Linked DNA regions of Mus musculus: regions 1 and 3 are each linked to region 2. The links are chromatin contacts, called in public Hi-C maps. All regions are on one chromosome and are shown on one strand. The core of a region is the stretch at or near the end of the contact, and the rest is flanking DNA. Distances in the headings are between cores, read along the strand shown.

Region 1 (3,887 bases), core at 384-2,883, 170 kb after region 2:
TCTTTGGGTTGCCCCTGCCCATAGGGAACATCAGGGTATGCAGCAGATCCCCAAATCCACCTGTGTGTATGCACTGGAGCCCTGTCAAAGCAGAAACAGAGCCCAAAAGATGATTTGGGTGCCAGTATGAACCTGATACTGTAGCGTTTTCCTTGCCCAGGGGCACCAAGCAGAGCCTGCTGCCTGGGTGGGCTCCATGTCTGCAGAAGACCCAGTTCTAACATCACAGACAGTACCTTCTACAAATGTCCTTTGGTGACAGGGGTAGGCAACCCTTTCCCCTCCCCAAAACCTCTTTTATAATGGAAACAGTCTCATTCATGAGGGTCTTCCCTAACAAACACCAAACCCTGTAAAGGCCCACCCCTCAATGGCATTGCACTGTGTGTTCGTGATTAAAATAAACTTGAGGGTAGAGTCACAAACCATAGTAGGTTTCTGCGTGATTTTAGTTGGGATTTCTTTAGAACTCGACCTCCTTCTCTCCTATTCCCCTGAACTTTGACTCAGACAGAGGTAGAAAGAGGCTGGCAAACAGGTGACAGAGACAGAGTGGGGGGGGGGGGGGAGGAGGAGGAAAAGTGGGTGGACCTAGAGAGGATAAGAGAGGCAGAGGAAGAAAGAGTAGAAAGAGGCAGTGATGGAGGCTGAGAGAGCAAGCCTGTGGTGAGAGGGGAGGGGAGGGCACGCTGCAGACTGCAGGCCTGGCCCAGGCAGTGATGAAAGGCTGGCTGGCCCTGTACCGTCTGCCTCCGGCATGCAGCCCAACTCACAGCGGTAGCAGTTGGACCAGGCACTTGGCTCTCTCTGCTGAGCCCAGGCCTCTGTCCCTGACCTCAGCACAGCTGCAGAACCTTTGTGCCCTTCTATGGAAGCTACCAGGCTCCCTGCCTGCTTTGAGGCCCGAGGAGTGGGCATTAGTAGTATCTGTTCTCCATGCTTGTCTGTGCCAGGGAAAGAAACATGTGCCATCAGCTGGGCTTATCCAGAGACCCACTGCATTGGCATGGAGATGAGGCATGTGTCTCCTGTGACAGTGTCTTGCCTTCTTAATCAGGGACTTACTGAGGAGTGTGTTGAAATCAGCTGGCATTTCTTAAGCTCAACAAATAGGGATCTAGTATCTCCCTCTAGGGTAGCATGTTTCAGAGGATTCAGAATCCTCCTCCGTTCCCATTTCTTGTATTTTCCTTAATGTCCCCAGCCCATGGAGACTACCCCATAAGGAGCAGGGTTCTAAAACGACACATGACTTGTCAGGCAGGGTCAGCTTCTGAAGGGACAGCCAGGCTCGGAGAGGCTTCAGTGTGTGAACTCTGCTGGCTTCCAAGTCTGTGGATCAGGGCTAGGGGCTAACTGTGGGTGGGCCTCAGGAGCCAGGTTGGCGGGTGTCAGCCAGCTACAACCCCAGCCCCCACCGTGTGTTGTGGAGACAGTGCTATAAACTTCAGGATGCAGTGTGAGTCAGCTGCGTAGTCTTTAAAGAGATGAGACTCTTTTATAATTCTTTCCCTTGAAGGTCTGCTCATGGTTTTTGCTTTCCTACATTTGACTGGGACCAGAGCCCAGAAGCTTGCTGGGTGGCTGGGGACAGACATGGCCCTGGGACCTAAGGCATGGTCAGAAGTAATTGATGTGGAATGAGATGAGGAAATCATTTCCCTCAATTCCTCCAGAGTCTGAAGCAGAGATTCACGTTGGTTCAAGAGGCAGCAGATGGACCCAATAGGAGTTGCAGGGTGGGTCTTGTGGGAGGGAGCCAGGAAGGAGGGGAGGGAGGGATGAGAAAACAGAGCCAGAGAGGTATCTTGTGGGCTGTGAGGCTTTGAGTTTCGTAATGTTGTTGGTCGTCCTTGCCTTGATGGCCTCAATATAATTCTGACATTTATTATATACCAGTAGACAGTGAGCTCTTGGGACACAGGCTTGGTCTAGAAAGGTGTCCAAGATCCTTCCAGGAGTCGGAGGTAGTTAGGGGCAGGAATCTGTTGCCTTTTTCAGAGCTTGGAATTAGAGGTTGAAGCCATGCCTGCCCAAATAGTTAGGGCCCAAAGGCCTCAGCTGACATATGGGTTATAGATGCTTGGGAACTGCAGCCAGAGTACAGGGTTCGAGGGTGACAGGCACGATGCTAGATAGTGAACCAGGATCAGCAGACTCTGCCAGGCAAGAGGGAGGCAGAGCCTGCTATGTGGAGATGTCCTTGGCAACAGGGTAGTCTAGTGAAGAGGCAGATGCAAGATCATCCCTCCCTTTCCAGATGCTTCTGCTGGGTGGAGGGACAGGAAGAGGAAGGGAAGGAGGGAGAGGAGGAGAAAGAGGAGGAGCGAGGGATAGGGAGAGTTTGAGAACATGTGTGCTGAAGGAGCTGGATGGGGAAGCTGAGCCAGGGTCAGGTCCCAGGACCAGGTTTCCCTGGGAAGAGTCAGGAGACAGGAAGTTTACATCACCCGTGGATAGAGTCCAGCATCTTTCCATGCAGAGGGAGCTTGGGGTGAGCCTGTGGGTTGCATTGGAATGACTGGCCCCAAATACCATTCCTCTCCATTTCCATGGCCCTGCCATGGCCCATGTGGAGCGGAATAGTTTCCATACCTCTTAACCTGGGGCTCAGCTTTGTAGCTTGTTTTGGACAATGGGCAACATACCTAAGTCAAGATCCAGAAAAAAATGGAGCAGCCTGGAGTGAGGCTTGCTCTAAAGCAATGAGGTGAGATTTGAGGCTGAAGATGTCTGGCCAGTGGGAAGAAGTGACATTGTTCCAGTCTCGGCCAAGGTCTCCTTTGTTTTGGCTTGTCCACAGGAGCCTTTGGGTTGTCCTGAAGTGGTACCAGCCCTAGCAAGTGGGCAGGTTTAAAGAGCTGGAGTCATGAGACCAGGGCTACCCAAGCTGGCCACGGGTGAGTATCCAAGTGTCCTGATTTGCTGAGGACAGTTTTAGTGACTAAATTGAGACATGGATCACCTGTCCTACACACCAGCAGCCAGGACCATGACTGCCTGCTCCACGGGTACCACGTTCACAGAGGCTGTCCTCACCTTGTCTAGAGAAAGCTCACAAGGGCCTCTCAAACTAGAGAAGCTGCTAAGGGGGCAAAGAGGTTCTAGCTGAGCTTGTCCCAGGTAGGCATCCATAACAGAAAGGCCCATCTAAGATGCAAGGACCACCATGGGAAGGTAACGGGTGTCCCATCGTAGCCAGGTTCTCTCTGGGGTCTATGATTTCGATAGACTAACCAGAAGAGACACCCAGTATGTCCATCCTTTGACACTTTTAGGACTTCTCCTTCTACAGTCTTTTTATTATTGGAGTGTGTGTGTGTGTCTATGTATACATACATGTTTACAATTGTGTGTGCCTATATGGAGATTATTTTTTTCTGAGACAGAATCTCTTGTTGAGCCTGGAACTCACTCTTGTAGCTAAACTGCTGACTATCACGACCCTGGAATCCTTCTGTTGCTGCTTCCCCAGTACCAGAGTCCCAGGCATGGACTACAATCCCTTAATGAGAACACCAGTCCTCAAGCTTGCTCAGCGAGCACTTTATGCACTGAGCCATCTCACTGGCTCCTATCTATCTCTGGCCTTGATACTTGTGTTCTGTTTTTCTGCACGAGCCTCAGAGCCTGCACAGAGATCCAGTAGCTGAGGAGAAGGATACAGGATGCTCAGGGCCATCTGAACTCTCTGAGTCCTGTCTTTGGTAGGAGGAGCCTATGGTCTTCTGAGAGTAGACATAGTATCCAGATCAACAGGAGCTGCTTCCTTGCTCAAACTACTAAGCCAAGCTTATCTCAGATTCCAGGAAAGCCTCCTGCAATGGCCTCTGGGCTCCATGCTTATGCTGACAGCAGGATTGTGATCTCTTGTATATTGCTGCCCC
Region 2 (4,405 bases), core at 1,144-3,643:
AGCAACAACAACAACCACCTTTCTTCTCCAAGTTTCTTTTGGTCATAGTATATGGTATTTTATCACAGCAACTAACCTCAACTATGCTACCTAGCTTTAGATATTCTTTCAACAGTCTTCTTCTAAGACAGAGGTCTGCAGAGCATCCATTGCCCACATTTCTCATACATTCACATTCTCAGACAACTGATGTCCTTCCTAGGGGAGCCTCTGCCTTTCTCAGTTCCTGTCCGCTTGTCATGAGTCTAAGCTGATATGATTGGGCCTCAGTGTAATGTAATGGACCCAGGGTCCCAAGTCTTTCATTGCAACCATGTTATCTTTAGGCTTTGGCAGTGCCTGGGGACAGTTTTCTTACCTCTGCAATGTTGTGCCAAGTTGACAGCAAAATCTTTCACCTGCTTCCGCTCCAAAAATGGGTGCTCGTTCTGTTGCATTAATGTGACAAATACCCTGTCAGAATGTGGCACAGAGGAGAAAGGGTTTATTTGGCTTACAGTTCTAGGTTACAGTCCATGATTTGCAGGAACTCAAGTTGATCATATCACAGTCAAGAGCAGAGCAGAGACAGACAGACAGACAGACAGACAGACAGGCAGGCAGACAGACAATGCATCCTTGCATGCTTGCTGCTTGTGCCCATGCACCTCACCTCACTCTCACATACTTCAATGCCCAGCCTAAGGAGTGGTAGCACCCACATTCAGGTGGATCTTCCTACTTCCTGTAACAATCAACCCCCTCCCCAAACCCCATCCAAATATATCTATGGGCCAACCTGACCTATATTATTTTCCATTAAGATTCTCCTCCCAGGTGACTCTAGGTTGTGACACGTTGACATCTGAAGCTAACTACCACAGTGCTTCAGACACAAGGGCAGAGTCAGTTGGATGGCAGCTGAGGAAGCTATGCCAGCTGACGTCATCTCTTAGGTCCCATCTAAGCCCTCTGCATCTTTGAACATCTGGACATTCAGCCATTCTTTTAGGTCCAAGGTCAATTTGGTGATAGAGAAAGTGAGCAGGTCTTGATGCAGCAAACATAACCAGATCCTGCATCTCCTCCTTCTGTGGTCCACTCCAAAGAGGTTGGTGAAGACATGCACTCGTCTGGCCTCCATAAGGATCAATCAGAACTAGGACTGGTAGAGATGGCTGAGGATGTAATGGGCTAATAGTGCCTGTATCACTTCAAAGAGACACCTAGAGCCAATGGAGCACAGTGGAAGGAGGACAGGGAGCAGAAAGCCCTCTCATCTCCCCACTAAGTATTTTCAGAAGAGTGTCTAGGACATAGTGGGGCCTTGGGCCTGGTTACTAGTTGTTGGGTTGAGTTTACTGGTTGGCAATGTAGACCTATGTCTCCAGCTTTTGTGACCTTCTCTTTGTAGTTCTGAGAACTACATTTCCAAGGATCTTTGAATGAATTTTATAATATTTCAACAGGAGGCAATGGTGTAAGATTCAGAAGTGGAAAGGAAGCAGAAGCCATATCATTGTCCTCCTGCTAGAATGGGCAGATGGGTGGGACTAGGTAGATAGGATACTTTAAAGACACTAGAAGAGATGCTTGTAGTCCCCACAGCAGTGTCTGCTGGTCCTGCAACATCTTCCTTTTTGTACAGAACCTTTACACTTGATGTACCAGCACTGTTCATTTGTCTGTCTGTCCCCGGTGTTCTGTATCAGTTAGAAACCACCCTCCTACTTAGGTGTTGAAAGTGACAGTTATATACTTAACCCACCACACTGTGGATTGGACTGGAGCCTGGGCTGGGCTCCGCAGATTGCTTCGCTGGTCTTGGTGGAGCGCACTCACGCATCTGTATCTGTTTACAAGGTGACCCATCTGCTGATTGGTTGGATGGTCTCTCATTGCATAGCAGTAACTGAGCTTAGCCATGGGTTCATGCAGTGCACTGTGCAGGGTTCCAGGAGGGTTGGTGGGGAAATGTCAGGTCTCTTGAGGCTTCAGCTTATTAATAGTATGACATCTGTCATATTTTCTTAAGCAAGCTAAGTCACATGACCTACCCTCATCTAAACTCCCATCGTGTTAGGTACAGAACGGAGGGAAATCATGGCCAGTGTTACAATTTACCCACTTCTTATATTAAATCCTTTCCTGCTTGAAAGAGCTGGGTGGCTCCTGTTTTTCTGACAGGTACAGTATCAATGTACATCCAGACAGCAATCAGAGAGAGGAGGCAGCCCCCACCCCCTTCCCTCACTGTGATTTTGTTTTGTTTCAGTTACTTGTTGACTAACCATGTCCTGGAATTATTAAATGGAAAATTCCAGGCATAAATGTTTCAAATTGTGTGCTACTCTGAGTAGCATGAAGTAATCCTGCCATTGTGCTCAGTTCTGCCTGGGATGTGATTGGTTCCTTTGTCCCGCGTATCCACACTGTGTATACTACCCTCCCACTAGTCATAACCATCTCAGTGGTCACGTCAGCTGTTGCAGTAGTGCAGATGTGTGTACAAGAAGCGTGCGATGAGATGCCTTTGAAGAGGGAGAAGGACATATTAATGCCACCTTTGTTACATCATGTTAAACTGCTGCATTTTATCATTAGTTAATATTGTTAATCTCTCCCTGACTGGGCCTCACTTCATAGAGTCCCTTGCTTTTCTCTCCAAAGTGGATGAAGTTAAACTCATTGCGAACAGAGTAATGGTTGCAAAAGATGTTTGAATGAGTTCATGGCCATAGCCTGTGTTTGTGTAAAACCTCCCACCCAGGGGGCTGATGGAGCAGGGCCAAGGGGCAGGGATCTCCTGATGGGAAAGAAACTGGAAAGATGTTTGTCAGTGTTTCTCTATCCGCCCGAGTTCCCTGGAACATTTGGGGACGTACAGTTGCCAGCCAAACCTTCCATTTGAGGCCTCTGTGTTGGACTCACCCCAGAGTTTGGGAAAGGCCTAGAATTGCGAGAGCCAAGACAAACTGGAGGGCTGGCATTTCCTTTGCACTCCTCCCATCTGCCCTCTTGGCTCTGGGTGTGGTGAGGCCCTGTGGATCCTGGCTTGCATCCTCCCAGGCCTCATGGGCACAGTCTCTTGCAGGACCACTCCCCAGCTCCTCGTTACACCCCAACTCAAGCTGGCCGTGAGTCACAGGGATAATGAGCCCGTAAATAAATTCCTCCTGCATCAGCTCATAGGGCTGGAGGTTAGGCTGGGGATGTGGCCAGGGCAGGCACAGAGATGCAAATATCCCCTCTCTTCTCTCTAGGGCACACATGCAGAGGGTGCTGAAAGCATCAGAGATCCCTAGACTCCTCCATTGGCATCTCACACAGGGGGCAGAGAACCTGGATCCACACTTCTGTAGCCTGGTCTGTTTTCAGAGCCCAGCTCTGGGGGAGGTTGGCGTCTGGCATCCAGGCTCTGCGTATGCAGTAGGGTGTAACCAGGCAGGGTGGGGCAGGAGCTTCTGAGAATCAGGGGCTGGCTTCAGGATGGCTGGACTCTGCGACTAGACTACAAGGGAAGAGGCTGTAGACCACCACCAGAGGCTGGGGACCTGCTAATGCACATCAAAGGGCAGAAGCATGAGGTGGGGCCAGGGCTTGATTGGTAATCTTTTGAGACCCTGTCACAGCGCCTTTTGTCTCTGAACTGTGTGGAAGACAACCATTCTGCTTTGGTGTCTGGCTATGTTTGTTTATCCTTAGGTCCTTCCAGCAGCCTTTCTAAAACATGCTTGGAATAAAACCATGGAAGAGTTCCCTACATCAGTAACAACACCAGTACCGTTTCACATCATTCCCCCCAGTATCTGCTGTGCTCCATGCCCCCTGCCTTTTACTTCGATCTGAAAACCCTTTGTAACAGGATTGACCGAGCTGTATCACAGTGACATCGGAGCCCTTGGTCTCAGTGGCTTGTGACTTTCTGTGTGTGTTTTTCCTTCACGCAGCACTCGATGTGGGTTGGCAGGCTGCCCTACATCCGGTGGCCCGGAGGGTCAGGTTCACTCCCGTACCTGCTTTATTTGCTTGTTTCTTCTTTACTGTCTGACGTTACTTGACTGCTCTGTTTCCCACCCCTTGATTCAGGGATCCAGGTTCCCTCCGTTTATGAGAGTGGTTTCTCAAAACTGGAGCTTCCGGGGCCTGGACAGATAGTTCAGTTGGTTAAGAGCATCCGCAGAGGACCTGGGTTCAGTTCTCAGATTCCATGTGGAGGAATCACCTGACCTATGTAAGTTCAGTTCCAGGGAATCTGACTCCCTCTGGCCTCCTCAGGCACCAGGCATGCATATGGTGGACATACATACATGGAGTCCCCAAAGTGTCCACGGTGGTAAATGTATTAGGTTCAGAACTGGCACTGCTCACTTATGTTCACAGTTGTTTGGGTAAAACTAGAACCAAACACAAAAGCAAAAGAGCC
Region 3 (4,168 bases), core at 1,586-4,085, 150 kb after region 2:
CTATCAAGTGTTAACCATCCTTGCTTATGTTGGTCCTAATGGGCCGATCCTCCAGTCCTCCTGGAACGACTGAAATAGTAGTAGGATTATCTTCTGCCTGAGATGACATGGCTTATGATGCTCTCACTAAGAATACTGAAAATGACTGTGCAGTACAGAGATCATTTTTGAGTATGCTGACATTGAGATAGCCAAAGCTAGCAAGGCTAAGTCTCAGGAGAAGGTGGCATCACTTGAAAAAAAAAAAGCATACTCCGTTTACTCCCTTTTGGAGTGGGGAACTTTTCTGTGTGAAGAGGAGGCTGGTGATCCAGGCTTTGTAGAGGCAGACAGAGACTGCTTAGAGCAAAGAAACCAAGAGATCTCTCAGGTTTGAGGGGAAAGCATACCATAAGGCCAATTCTTTCACCAGCCAGTTTACTGGATTTAATGAAGTGACACCTGAGAAGAAAACTTGTTTACAGGGGGACAGAAAGACTTTGTCTGCCCCATGGGAAGAGCATCGTTCTAGCTTGCTTTCTGTTGCAGTGATAATACACTAACGGGAAACAAGGCAGGGAAGAAAGAGCTCATCTCATCTTTCACAATATGGTCCATCATTGAGGGAAACCAGGGCAGGAACTCAAGGCAGAAACCTGGAGGCAAAACTGAAGCACAAACCATGGAGGAGTGCTGCTTAGAGGCTTTCTCCCTCTGGCTTCCTTAGCTACTCCTCTTATACAGCCCTTGGTTGCCTGCCTAGGGATGGCACCGCCCACAGGGAGCTGGTCCCTCCCATTTCCATTATCAATTAAGAAAATGTCCTAAAAACAAGCTCACGGGCCAATCCAATAGAAATATTCCTCAATGGAGATTCCCTCTCTGAAAGTGTGTCTAGGTTTTTGTCATGTTGACAATAAAAACTATCCAGCAGAGACAAAAATGTGATGTTGACATCACAAGTAGCTCTCAGTAATAGAGTATGGTGAGATAAAAGAACACATTTGTACTCCCCCCCTGTTCCTGGCACAGGATCTTTAACACCATCAGACTCTCCCAAATGACAGGAGTGACTTCTGCATACTGGTGAGGTGACTGGTGGCCTCTAGACCATTCCAGGATGGGGTCTGGTCAAGAACCAGGTCTTGGCTCCAGAATGGGGACATTCAGATCTCCTGGAATCAGGGAGAGAATGGAGTTCACTCATTCATCCACTCACAGTGATGGCTAATCCATTGGGTCTATGCAGTGGAGTCTACTTAGTGCAGCTAGACGACAGGGCTTGGACTACTCCTAGTTGCAGGGATGTGGGAGGATTGCATTCTCAGAGCAGGCATCGGAGTTCCAGACTGATCTTTCTTCATTCACAGCCTTCCCTAGACATCTCTTCCAATTTCTCTATCTGCTTCCAAGTTGTAGATCTGATGGCGTACTTGCAAACGTTAACAGAGTGTTGCCCTGAGATCTGGGGTCATCCTCATGAATGCTGAAGCTGAGTAGGATGTAGTTATGTGGATCCCTGCATTTATAGCTGGACTATCAGAAGTACCCACAGGCTAGAACTCGACAATAGTGTTTAAAGTCAGGACTGCCATGAAGGATTGACCCCTTTTGCAAACCTCTAGCTCCAAAAAATATTTACAATTCATAACTAGCAAAATCACAGTTATGAAATAGCAATAAAAAAATTTTATGGTTGGAGGATCACCTCAACATAAGGAACTGTATTAAAGTGTCACAGCATTGAGAAGCACTGGCCTAGACTGTCTACACTGCCCTATAGTCATCGGTGTCAGAAACAGATTGAATCGCTGTGTGTCAGAGTGGCATTAGGGAGCCAGAAAACTAGTGCTAGAAAAAAAAATTTACCTGATTGGTGTGATAAAGAAAGCAGGACTCGCTATCTAAAGAAGGGAAAACACACAGGCTACACCATACCCCAGTGGAAAATTCAGCTTTACCCTGTAGGAGCAGGTCGCTACTGTTCTGCCAGTTGGTGGAAGATGGAGTGAATTTCTCAGGAGAAACTAATCCATTGTGCAAGGAGAAAGAAAAACAAAAACTAGGTACCCTTAGGGAGAGCTCTTGTGATTGACAGGGCCATGAGCTGAGCCTGTGGGACCATGGCCATGGCTGTGCTGTAAGCTGGCTGCTGCTGGGTCCAAGCTAGATATTGACCACCAGTCTCCTTCTAAAAGTGAACGCTGGGATGCTTTTCTGAGTTTCATTTGTGGCAAACTAGAGTACCATCATTCACCCCAGGCCCTTGCTGAAGCTGAAGACCTCTTGGTGTGAGAGAAGAGACAAGTGTGGGAGAACCATGGAGGATGGGAGGAGGGAGGAGGGAGGAGGGAGGGCTTTGGGAACTAGAGGAGCTATGGCGTGTATTCAGTTTCCTTCTTGTTCACTACATATGCCAGTCGGGTGCTGCTGAGGCTTCTGACCCATAAACTTCAACAACAGGAATGGAAAGGAGAGAGAGAGAACGAGCAAGAGAGAGAGAGAGAGAGAGAGAGAGAGAGAGAGAGAGAGAGAGAGAGGAAACCTATTACCCATAACTAAAGGACCAGATCCAGGGCACCCTAAGGACAGAAACTATTCGTAGTGATATCCGCACTACTCCAGCTGAGCACTGGCAGAAACCCTCACCTGCACACACACACACAGACACACAGTTTTACAGACTGGAGCCAGGAACTGGCCTTCCACTGGCCCTCATGTCTCCCTCTGCTTCACGGGCTCAGAAAGGGCTCTGCTCCCTCATCGGAGCGATGCCAAATGGGGAGGAATAGAGAGACCTTTCATCTCCCCCCAGCGGAACTAGGCACTGCTCCAATTTCTGTGCCAAGACAGCGTTGGCTGGGTTGAGTGGGGAGCTGCTCTTTAATTCCTTTCCCAGAGGAAACAGTCTGCGTGCCAGTGCCCCCATGGTTGTATCAGTGGCCTCCAGTAGGGAGCTGAGGGTACACTCAGGAAGCCAGGAAAGGGCCTTCTAAGAGGAAAGAGTCCAGGCCCTTTTCCCTTCTTACTCTGGAATCAGTGGGTCCGTTAGAGGAGCTGCACTTCTACCTCCTGATCACCACACAGGAGCATAGATGGTGGGAAGCAAGACTATGACCCTTTCAGTCCCTGGTGTCAGCTCTGTGCTGTGTGAGCTTCCTCCCCAGCAACAAAGCCAGTGAGTCAGCCCTTTACTTTAGCCTCCTTAGTGACAGTGGCCCCTGCTGGAAGCTGAATACAGGGACTCCTCCAGCTCTCCATCATGTCTTTTAAAATGGACAGCTTGGTTTCTTTTAACAGAGAAGAGAATCAAATAGAATTGAGTTTCATGACATCATGTGTAAAGTGCCAAGGCTATAGCAATAACAAAACTAGGTCCTATTGCAAGCAGGAGAACATGCTGAGTAACGATGATAACCAGCAGGAAAATGATTCAAATATCGGAAGGATCTGCCAAGGACTTTAAGGCAGTCATTGTGAAAGTTCATCAATAAGTAATTATGAATTCTCTTCAAGCAAATGAAAAGGGTATCTCAGTAAAGAAACAGAAACTGAAAAGCAAGAAAAATGGATGTTGTAGAGAATGCAATAACAAACAAATAAAATTTATCTGAATGGACTTAAAAGCAGAGCAAAGATGAAGAAGGGCAGAAATAATTACGGAGCTAGAGGGCAGATGGACAGAACATACACAATTTGGTCAACAGGTTAAATAGACAAAACTAGGAAGTCTTAGGGACCTAGCTGACCACATCAGAAGATATGTCTTACTGAAATTATAGAAATGAAGATCTGTAAAGGCTTACTGATCTAAATTTAGCAGGAGAAACCAGATTCAGGAGGTAGAATCTCATACAAACCCAAGAAAATCCATGACCAAGTACAACACATTTATAGTTCTGAAAACTACAAAAACCCACCTGAAAGAAACAACACAGAAAGATGTTCCCTTCATGTTGATTACTTTATTCTAAAGGTCCAGCTTGAAATGGCCTCATTGTGAGTAGCATGCAGAGGCTGGGGTGCAGGAGAGAACGAACATTTCAGTACTTATATAAATCCGAGTAGGCCATGGGTCAATTCTCAAGGACAATTTAAAGACCTCTTGTGGAGCGAACAGGAAATAGAGCAGAAAACAGACATGAGCAGCAAGAACCATGGTGGGAGGAGCTCAGTAGGAGCCGTGGTG

What was found. A called contact is a pair of places that touch in the nucleus more often than the background predicts.
Region 1: a Hi-C map of cerebellar granule neurons shows a contact between it and region 2, with 2.2 times the contacts expected there. The contact joins two enhancer-like sites. A contact is called at or near these places in 2 of 484 Hi-C or Micro-C datasets (cerebellar granule neurons and uterus) and 1 of 115 datasets of contacts at active chromatin or transcription factors (fibro-adipogenic progenitors).
Region 3: a Hi-C map of stem cell-derived neural stem cells shows a contact between it and region 2, with 2.0 times the contacts expected there. The contact joins two enhancer-like sites. A contact is called at or near these places in 13 of 484 Hi-C or Micro-C datasets (the N1E-115 cell line, brown adipocytes, embryonic fibroblasts and 8 more) and 10 of 115 datasets of contacts at active chromatin or transcription factors (the NIH/3T3 cell line, astrocytes, bone marrow-derived macrophages and 6 more).

The regions. Positions count from the first base shown.
Region 1 is chr14:24,959,433-24,963,319 of GRCm38.p6, forward strand. It overlaps Gm32068 (a long non-coding RNA gene), which reads left to right. Exons shown (of 5, transcript XR_383267.2): 3 at 2,804-2,900. Among named protein-coding and RNA genes, the nearest start is that of Gm32068, 11 kb to the left of the region's middle. Within about 2 kb of position 1,634, at least 77 of the 459 cell types and tissues checked have an H3K27ac peak or open chromatin away from gene starts, as enhancers often do. A contact at or near this core is called in cerebellar granule neurons, fibro-adipogenic progenitors and uterus, where this site is marked.
Region 2 is chr14:24,790,703-24,795,107 of GRCm38.p6, forward strand. All of the region lies in intron 3 of Gm31838 (a long non-coding RNA gene), which reads left to right. Among named protein-coding and RNA genes, the nearest start is that of Gm31838, 12 kb to the left of the region's middle. Within about 2 kb of position 2,394, at least 104 of the 459 cell types and tissues checked have an H3K27ac peak or open chromatin away from gene starts, as enhancers often do. A contact at or near this core is called in the N1E-115 cell line, astrocytes, cerebellar granule neurons and 3 more, where this site is marked.
Region 3 is chr14:24,936,911-24,941,078 of GRCm38.p6, forward strand. No RefSeq gene overlaps it. Among named protein-coding and RNA genes, the nearest start is that of Gm32068, 11 kb to the right of the region's middle. Within about 2 kb of position 2,836, at least 60 of the 459 cell types and tissues checked have an H3K27ac peak or open chromatin away from gene starts, as enhancers often do. A contact at or near this core is called in the N1E-115 cell line, astrocytes and stem cell-derived neural stem cells, where this site is marked.